Regions from separate parts of the Mus musculus genome. Here region 1 is linked to region 2. A link is a contact called in public HiChIP or PLAC-seq data. All regions are on one chromosome and are shown on one strand. Each heading gives the region's core, a stretch centred on a gene start, on an enhancer-like site or on the middle of the called end of the contact. The rest is flanking DNA. Distances are from core to core; before and after follow the strand shown.

Region 1 (3,251 bases), core at 338-2,837, 38 kb after region 2:
GAATTACAGATGCTTTTGATAAAACAGAGAATGCTTTATCGGTGCACAAAAATGAAACACAGTATTCTAGATATCCTGTCACAAACAGGATAAAAGAGAAACAGAAATCCCTCATTACTAATTCCCATGCAGACCATTTAATGGGTTCTACCAAGACAATGGAGCCTGAAACTGCTGAGTTGTCTCAGGTCAATCTTTCTGATCTTAAAATTAGTAGTCCTATTCCCAAACCCCAACCAGAATTTAGGAATGATGGTCTCACTACAAAATTCAGCGCGCCACCAGGCATTCGTAATGAAAATCCACTGACAAAGGGTGGGCTTGCAAATCAAACTCTATTACCTCTGAAATGCAGACAGCCCAAGTTTCGTAGTATAAAATGCAAGCATAAAGAAAGCCCAGCTGTTGCAGAAACCTCAGCTACAAGTGAGGACCTCAGTTTGAAATGCTGTTCTTCTGATACCAATGGCTCTCCTTTGGCCAATATATCCAAAAGTGGGAAAGGAGAGGGGCTAAAACTACTGAACAATATGCATGAGAAAACCAGAGATTCTAGTGACATAGAAACAGCAGTGGTGAAGCACGTTCTTTCGGAACTGAAGGAGCTCTCGTACAGATCATTAAGTGAAGACGTAAGTGATTCTGGAACGGCAAAGGCATCAAAGCCATTACTGTTTTCTTCTGCTTCTAGTCAGAATCATATACCAATTGAACCAGATTACAAGTTTAGCACATTGCTGATGATGCTGAAGGATATGCATGACAGTAAGACAAAGGAGCAGCGGTTAATGACTGCTCAAAATCTGGCTTCCTACAGGACTCCAGATCGTGGGGACTGTTCTTCTGGTAGCCCTGTAGGGACATCAAAAGTTTTGGTGTTAGGAAGCTCCACACCCAATTCTGAAAAGCCTGGAGATAGCACTCAGGACTCAGTTCACCAGAGTCCTGGTGGGGGTGACTCTGCCTTGTCTGGAGAGTTGTCTTCTTCCCTGTCCAGCTTAGCTTCTGACAAAAGAGAGCTCCCTGCTTGTGGTAAAATTCGCTCTAACTGTATCCCAAGGCGCAACTGTGGCCGAGCAAAGCCATCATCCAAGTTGAGAGAAACCATTTCAGCCCAGATGGTAAAACCTTCAGTAAACCCAAAAGCCTTAAAGACTGAGCGGAAGAGAAAGTTCAGCCGACTTCCAGCTGTGACACTTGCTGCTAACAGACTGGGAAACAAAGAAAGTGGATCAGTGAATGGCCCATCCAGGGGTGGGGCTGAAGATCCTGGTAAAGAAGAGCCTCTGCAACAAATGGACCTTTTAAGAAATGAAGACACACATTTTTCAGATGTACATTTTGATAGCAAGGCTAAACAATCGGACCCTGATAAAAATCTTGAAAAAGAACCTTCTTTTGAGAACAGAAAAGGCCCAGAGTTGGGCTCTGAAATGAACACTGAGAATGATGAACTCCATGGTGTTAATCAGGTGGTGCCTAAAAAGCGGTGGCAGCGATTAAACCAAAGGCGCCCTAAGCCCGGAAAGCGTGCTAACAGATTTAGGGAGAAAGAAAACTCGGAGGGTGCTTTTGGAGTCTTACTTCCTGCTGACGCTGTGCAGAAGGCCCGGGAAGACTACTTAGAACAAAGAGCTCCTCCTACAAGTAAACCTGAGGACTCAGCAGCAGATCCCAATCATGGCAGCCACTCTGAATCGGTTGCGCCTCGGCTGAATGTTTGTGAGAAGTCCAGTGTTGGCATGGGTGATGTAGAAAAGGAGACAGGAATTCCCAGTTTGATGCCACAGACCAAGCTCCCTGAGCCAGGTAAAAACTTTTATCTGGTAAAAAGTGAAGAGAATTTGTTGATGTTTTTTTTTTTTTCTGACAAAGTTGCTCATTTGAAGACCCTGGGTCTGTCTGTTGTAATGGAATATGTGTTACAAACTTGGAGTCAGAGTTACCACTTGACTAAGAAGACTAATATTTAAATGTGGGATATCTGTATTTTATAAACTTTTTAGTTTTATTTTAGCTATTGGGGATTGAGTTTAAGACCTCAGTGGATGTCTGGCAGCACACTGCTACTGAGTTACCTGTGTTACTTTCTTATTAGCTCTTTTTTTTCCTTTTTGTAAATCCCGATAATTTTTTCTCCTTTCCAGTTTCTTATCTTACAAAGTTAACTGACATTTTGGGATTGAGGAGGCTGTAGGCCTAAAAACTTAAGTGTAGTCATTAGTGTACTAGTAGTAAAAAGACTGGAAACTAGGTTTCCTCTGACCACAACTTAAAAGGATGCACATTTTTCTATAGGTAAGAGAGATGTGCTAAGTAATGCTATGCCACAGTTACCTTCTCACTGTGCTTTGAGAGTGTGTCTCTGTTGTCTTGGCTTAGCTGTCTTGGATTTTTCTTTTCTTTTTGATGGGGAGAAGGTCAGAGTCTCCTGTGATGCTGTTTTACTGTCTTTGCTCTTGATCCTTTTTTGTTAGGGGTCACAGCCAAGAAGCTGCCGTCCACCCCAATGTGCTTAACTGTTTGAGGTCTCGTATCTGCTTGTTTTGTTGTTAATTTTTTTGTATGGTGAAAGGCAAAGGCCCTGAATTCTTTTGATGTGGATATACAGCTCTCCCAAAATAGTTTGTTGAAGAAACTATACTTTTTCCATTGCTGTCATCCTGCTTCAGCTTTCTGAGTGCTGGGATTCTAGCTGCAAGATGTAACATGCCCAGCTTCCGAAGTCTGAGGAAGTTGAGCTGCGTGGTCAGTGCATCAGCAAACTGTAGGCTTCATGGACTTTGTGCTTTCCCATTTGATCTTTAGTGTTTTCAGTTACGTGTGTTTCAGTGTATGCATGAACTACAGTTAGAGGTCAGTGTGAGCCACCTGATGTGGGTGCTGGGAATCAAACTTGGGTCCTCTGGAAGAGCTCTTTCTTTCTTTTTTATTTATTTTTTATTTTTTTTAGTCTTATTATTATACATAAGTACATTGTAGCTGACTTCAGACGCACCAGAAGAGGGCATCAGATCTCATTATGGGTGGTTGTGAGCCACCATGTGGTTGCTGGGAATTGAACTCAGGACCTTCGGAGAAGCAGTCAGTGCTCTCTTACCCTCTGAGCCATCTTGCCAGCCCCGGAAGAGCGCTTTCTTAACTGCTGAGTCATCTTCCCTTTGTTTTTTGGTTTCTCTGTAGCCTTGACTGTTGGAGGAGAACTAGCTCTGCAGACCTGGCTGTCTCAGCCTCTGAGTACTGGCACAAGC
Region 2 (2,928 bases), core at 67-2,566:
CCAGAACCCAATCCTACAGGAAAGCAGCCCCGTCTCACTTGAGGATTCAGTATCCTTCTGAATATAGAAGCTCAGCTCCATAAGCACTCTGGTTGTGTCACTGTGGTAGACAGTTTTATAGTAGGAGGAAGGGAGGACCCCCAGGGGTTACCTAGGGAAGTCTGATATTTCCCTGGGGTCTCAGTCTTGTTTCTGTCAGTAACTAGGTCATCCTGAATGGGGGTGAGGGGGAGGTAGGAGGTTAAGGAGAGGGTCCTGCAGAGCAGTAATGTGCTTACATCAGCTAGTCTCTCTCGGTACCCTTTTTTCCCTGAGGCCACAGGTTGCCTGGCACACTAGCTCCCATTTTGCTTCCCCAGAGCCTGGTGCATTGCCTAGACTGCAGGAAACGGTTGCTGAAGGAAGCAATGAGTTACATTTCAGTATTTGTCAAATATGTCTGTAATTGTTAAGGACAGAGTGTTAGCCTGTTTCAGGATCCTCCCAGATGCCTGTGTCTTGGAGGCCACAGATGAGGAAACAGAGGTTTGGGACTGAAAGATAACTTCTTCAAGGCCCTCCAGTGGCAGTTCCAAGTACCTCAAAATGGCTAGGCACTGGGAAGGGCTGTGGAGTGATTAGCATTGGGGTAACTGCCAGTTAGAAATGACAGGCTCAAATGATTACTTGTGAAAAAGGATCCAGTGAGAGCTTTCCTATTGAATTGCCCGAAGGTGTTAGCAGGAGTTATTCCTTCGTAGAACAAAAGACCGGGTCTCCATGGGAGAGGGCCCCAGTTTTTTTCCGGCTAGTTTTAGCGCAGGGAAAGATGCCAGTCAACTTTGCATCTGGAAACTCCTTTAAACTAACCCGAGGGACCTGAGGTCACAGTAGCCTCTTCACTCTTGCTTCCGCCGGGCACCTTCTCTCAGGAAACCCACTTGCCCTCTTGGCAGGGCCAGGGCTCCAGCATTACTGATGGTATGCTGAAGGCTTAGCTCTGAGCCTCCTTTAATGGACTGTGGGTCTTGGACAGCAAGCAGCTGGAAGCATCCTAAGCCGCTGCTTGCTGGACACAGTCACGAGGTGAAGGGCAGGGAAGGATGGAGTTTGGCCCAACCATTGCAGATCCCCAACCGGTACAGATACTTGGCAGGGGAACGCCAAAAGTGCCTGTTCTCCCAGGTGGGGGTCTAGTTACCAGAGGGCCCTCGGTAAACACTCTACTGGGGCAATAACTATGCACATTTACTAAGCCTCTGGAGGAATGGTGGTCACGTGGCCATCGAGGGCGGCGCCCTCGGCTTTAAAATGAACTCCAAATCACCGAAGGCTTTCTGGAAGAGGCGGGAATTCTCGGGGCCGTCCAATATGGCTTTCTCTCAACAACAAGGATGCGCTTAACGCTCTAGGGACCAAGTCATGCCTGAGGTGAGCTTCTTGCGGTGAAGCAAACCCAGGAAGCAGCAGGGTCCGGGAAGGGAGAAGTGCCTCAGGGGACTGGAGTGGCTGGACCAGGCCTGGTCCAGTCCCTGACCTTCCACTGTCTTTGAGGAATGGACGCGCTACAGCCCTACGAGGTCAGGGCGGCGGGGTCCTGGTGCTAAGTGCGCGCCAGCAGGACCCCGTCCTCCTAACGCAGAGCCTTCCTAGGCCGGGGGTTTGCGCCTTTCATGCTTGGCCAGCCCGTCCAGCCTGTCGGCCGTCCCTGTGCAGTCGCGCAGGGGTCCCGATGCCTGGGCCTCAGGGGCGAAGCGCGCTCGAGAGGGCCATCTGCCTGGGTGTGGAGAACTGCAGCGTCCGCGGTGCGAGGCGCTGCCCCTCCCGGCCCCCGGCCCCGCGCGCCCGCACCTCTCCAAGGCCGCCAGCGCCCGCAGCCCCGGGGCCGCCGTGCCAGGCCCAGACCCAGACCCACACTAGGCGCTGGAGGCGGTGCAGGGATTAGTGGACCCCTCCCCCCGAGCTCCCCTCGCCCCGCCCGGGGCAGCGAAGACCCCTGGGCCCGAGGGTGACCGAGGAGCTTCGTCCCCGCGGGGTCTGGACCGGGGGCTCGGCCTCGCTGGGCGGGGGCTGCACGGCGACAGGCCGAGGTGCGGGCGCGCCGTTAGGCTGTGTCCCAGAGGCCGGGGTGTGGGGCGTGGGCTCAGGGCTGCGGGGTCTCTCGGCCTCAGGCCCGGGTTGAGGCCACGGTCCTGCGGCCAGTACCCCGGGGCGGGTCACCCGACCCTGCTCCCCGGAGCCGCTCACCCCGCACGGCCCGGCCTGGGGAGGGAGAGGGAAGGGAAGGGGTGGTGGGTGAGGGGCCGTGGGGACCGCAGGGCCGAGTCCCCGGCCCGCCCGCACGCGCTGCTCCAGGGCGGCTGCCCCAGGCTCCCGGGAGGAGCCAATCCCCTGCCTCGCGGGCGTCGAGCCTGCGGCCGAAAGGGAGTCCCAGGGCTGTAGAGGCTTGGCTCGGGGAGGCAGACCCGAGCTGCTGCTGCCTCCATTTTGTTTCCTGTTCAGCTTGGTCTGTAGTGGTGGTGGTGGTGTGGGTTTGGGGTGCGGCTGGGCAAGGGGGTTCCCCTGCGGCCACGTCTGCTCGGGGCCTGGGGCCTCGAAGACCCCCATGCCAAACCCCCCAGGTGAGCCCTACAGCGAGACGGGGGTAGCCTCGGCCTCGGGTCGAAACCAGCGGGGCTGAGGGCAGGTGCCCAGTGGATGGGGAGCCCGGGCTGGAACCTAAGATGGAGGCCGGGGCTGACGCGGGCCTGAGAGCAAGGCCGGCGGGCCAGGCCTCAGCCAGGCACCATGGTGGCTCCGGGGTTGGGGTTCAGGATGACTGGGGTGCAGTTAGCCGTGTGCAACCAGGGGCTGGCGCGGCGCCCCGAGGTAGGTGAAAGGATCGTCATGCCACCCACGACGCCCGCAGGCCCCGACACTCTGGGGAGGCGCGCGAGGCCCCCCAGGGGA

What was found. HiChIP or PLAC-seq counts read pairs in DNA pulled down with a chosen protein or histone mark.
Region 1: a contact with region 2 is called in an H3K27ac HiChIP or PLAC-seq map of embryonic stem cells, with 68 read pairs. The contact joins the enhancer-like site here to the promoter of Nsd1 in region 2. A contact is called at or near these places in 10 of 39 promoter capture datasets (the 3T3-L1 cell line, 3T3-L1-derived adipocytes, the C10 cell line and 4 more), 1 of 15 datasets of contacts at CTCF or cohesin (CD8 T cells), 13 of 484 Hi-C or Micro-C datasets (CD4 T cells, Th1 cells, bone marrow-derived DN3 thymocytes and 5 more), 17 of 115 datasets of contacts at active chromatin or transcription factors (the SCID.adh cell line, bone marrow-derived macrophages, craniofacial prominence and 9 more) and 3 of 9 other capture datasets (adipose tissue, liver and pancreatic islet).

What each region holds. Positions count from the first base shown.
Region 1 is chr13:55,246,269-55,249,519 of GRCm38.p6, forward strand. It overlaps Nsd1 (nuclear receptor-binding SET-domain protein 1), which reads left to right. Exons shown (of 23, transcript NM_008739.3): 5 at 1-1,809. Among named protein-coding and RNA genes, the nearest start is that of Nsd1, 38 kb to the left of the region's middle. Within about 2 kb of position 1,588, at least 19 of the 459 cell types and tissues checked have an H3K27ac peak or open chromatin away from gene starts, as enhancers often do. A contact at or near this core is called in embryonic stem cells and stem cell-derived epiblast-like cells, where this site is marked.
Region 2 is chr13:55,208,466-55,211,393 of GRCm38.p6, forward strand. It overlaps Nsd1 (nuclear receptor-binding SET-domain protein 1), which reads left to right and starts at 1,317. Exons shown (of 23, transcript NM_008739.3): 1 at 1,317-1,410.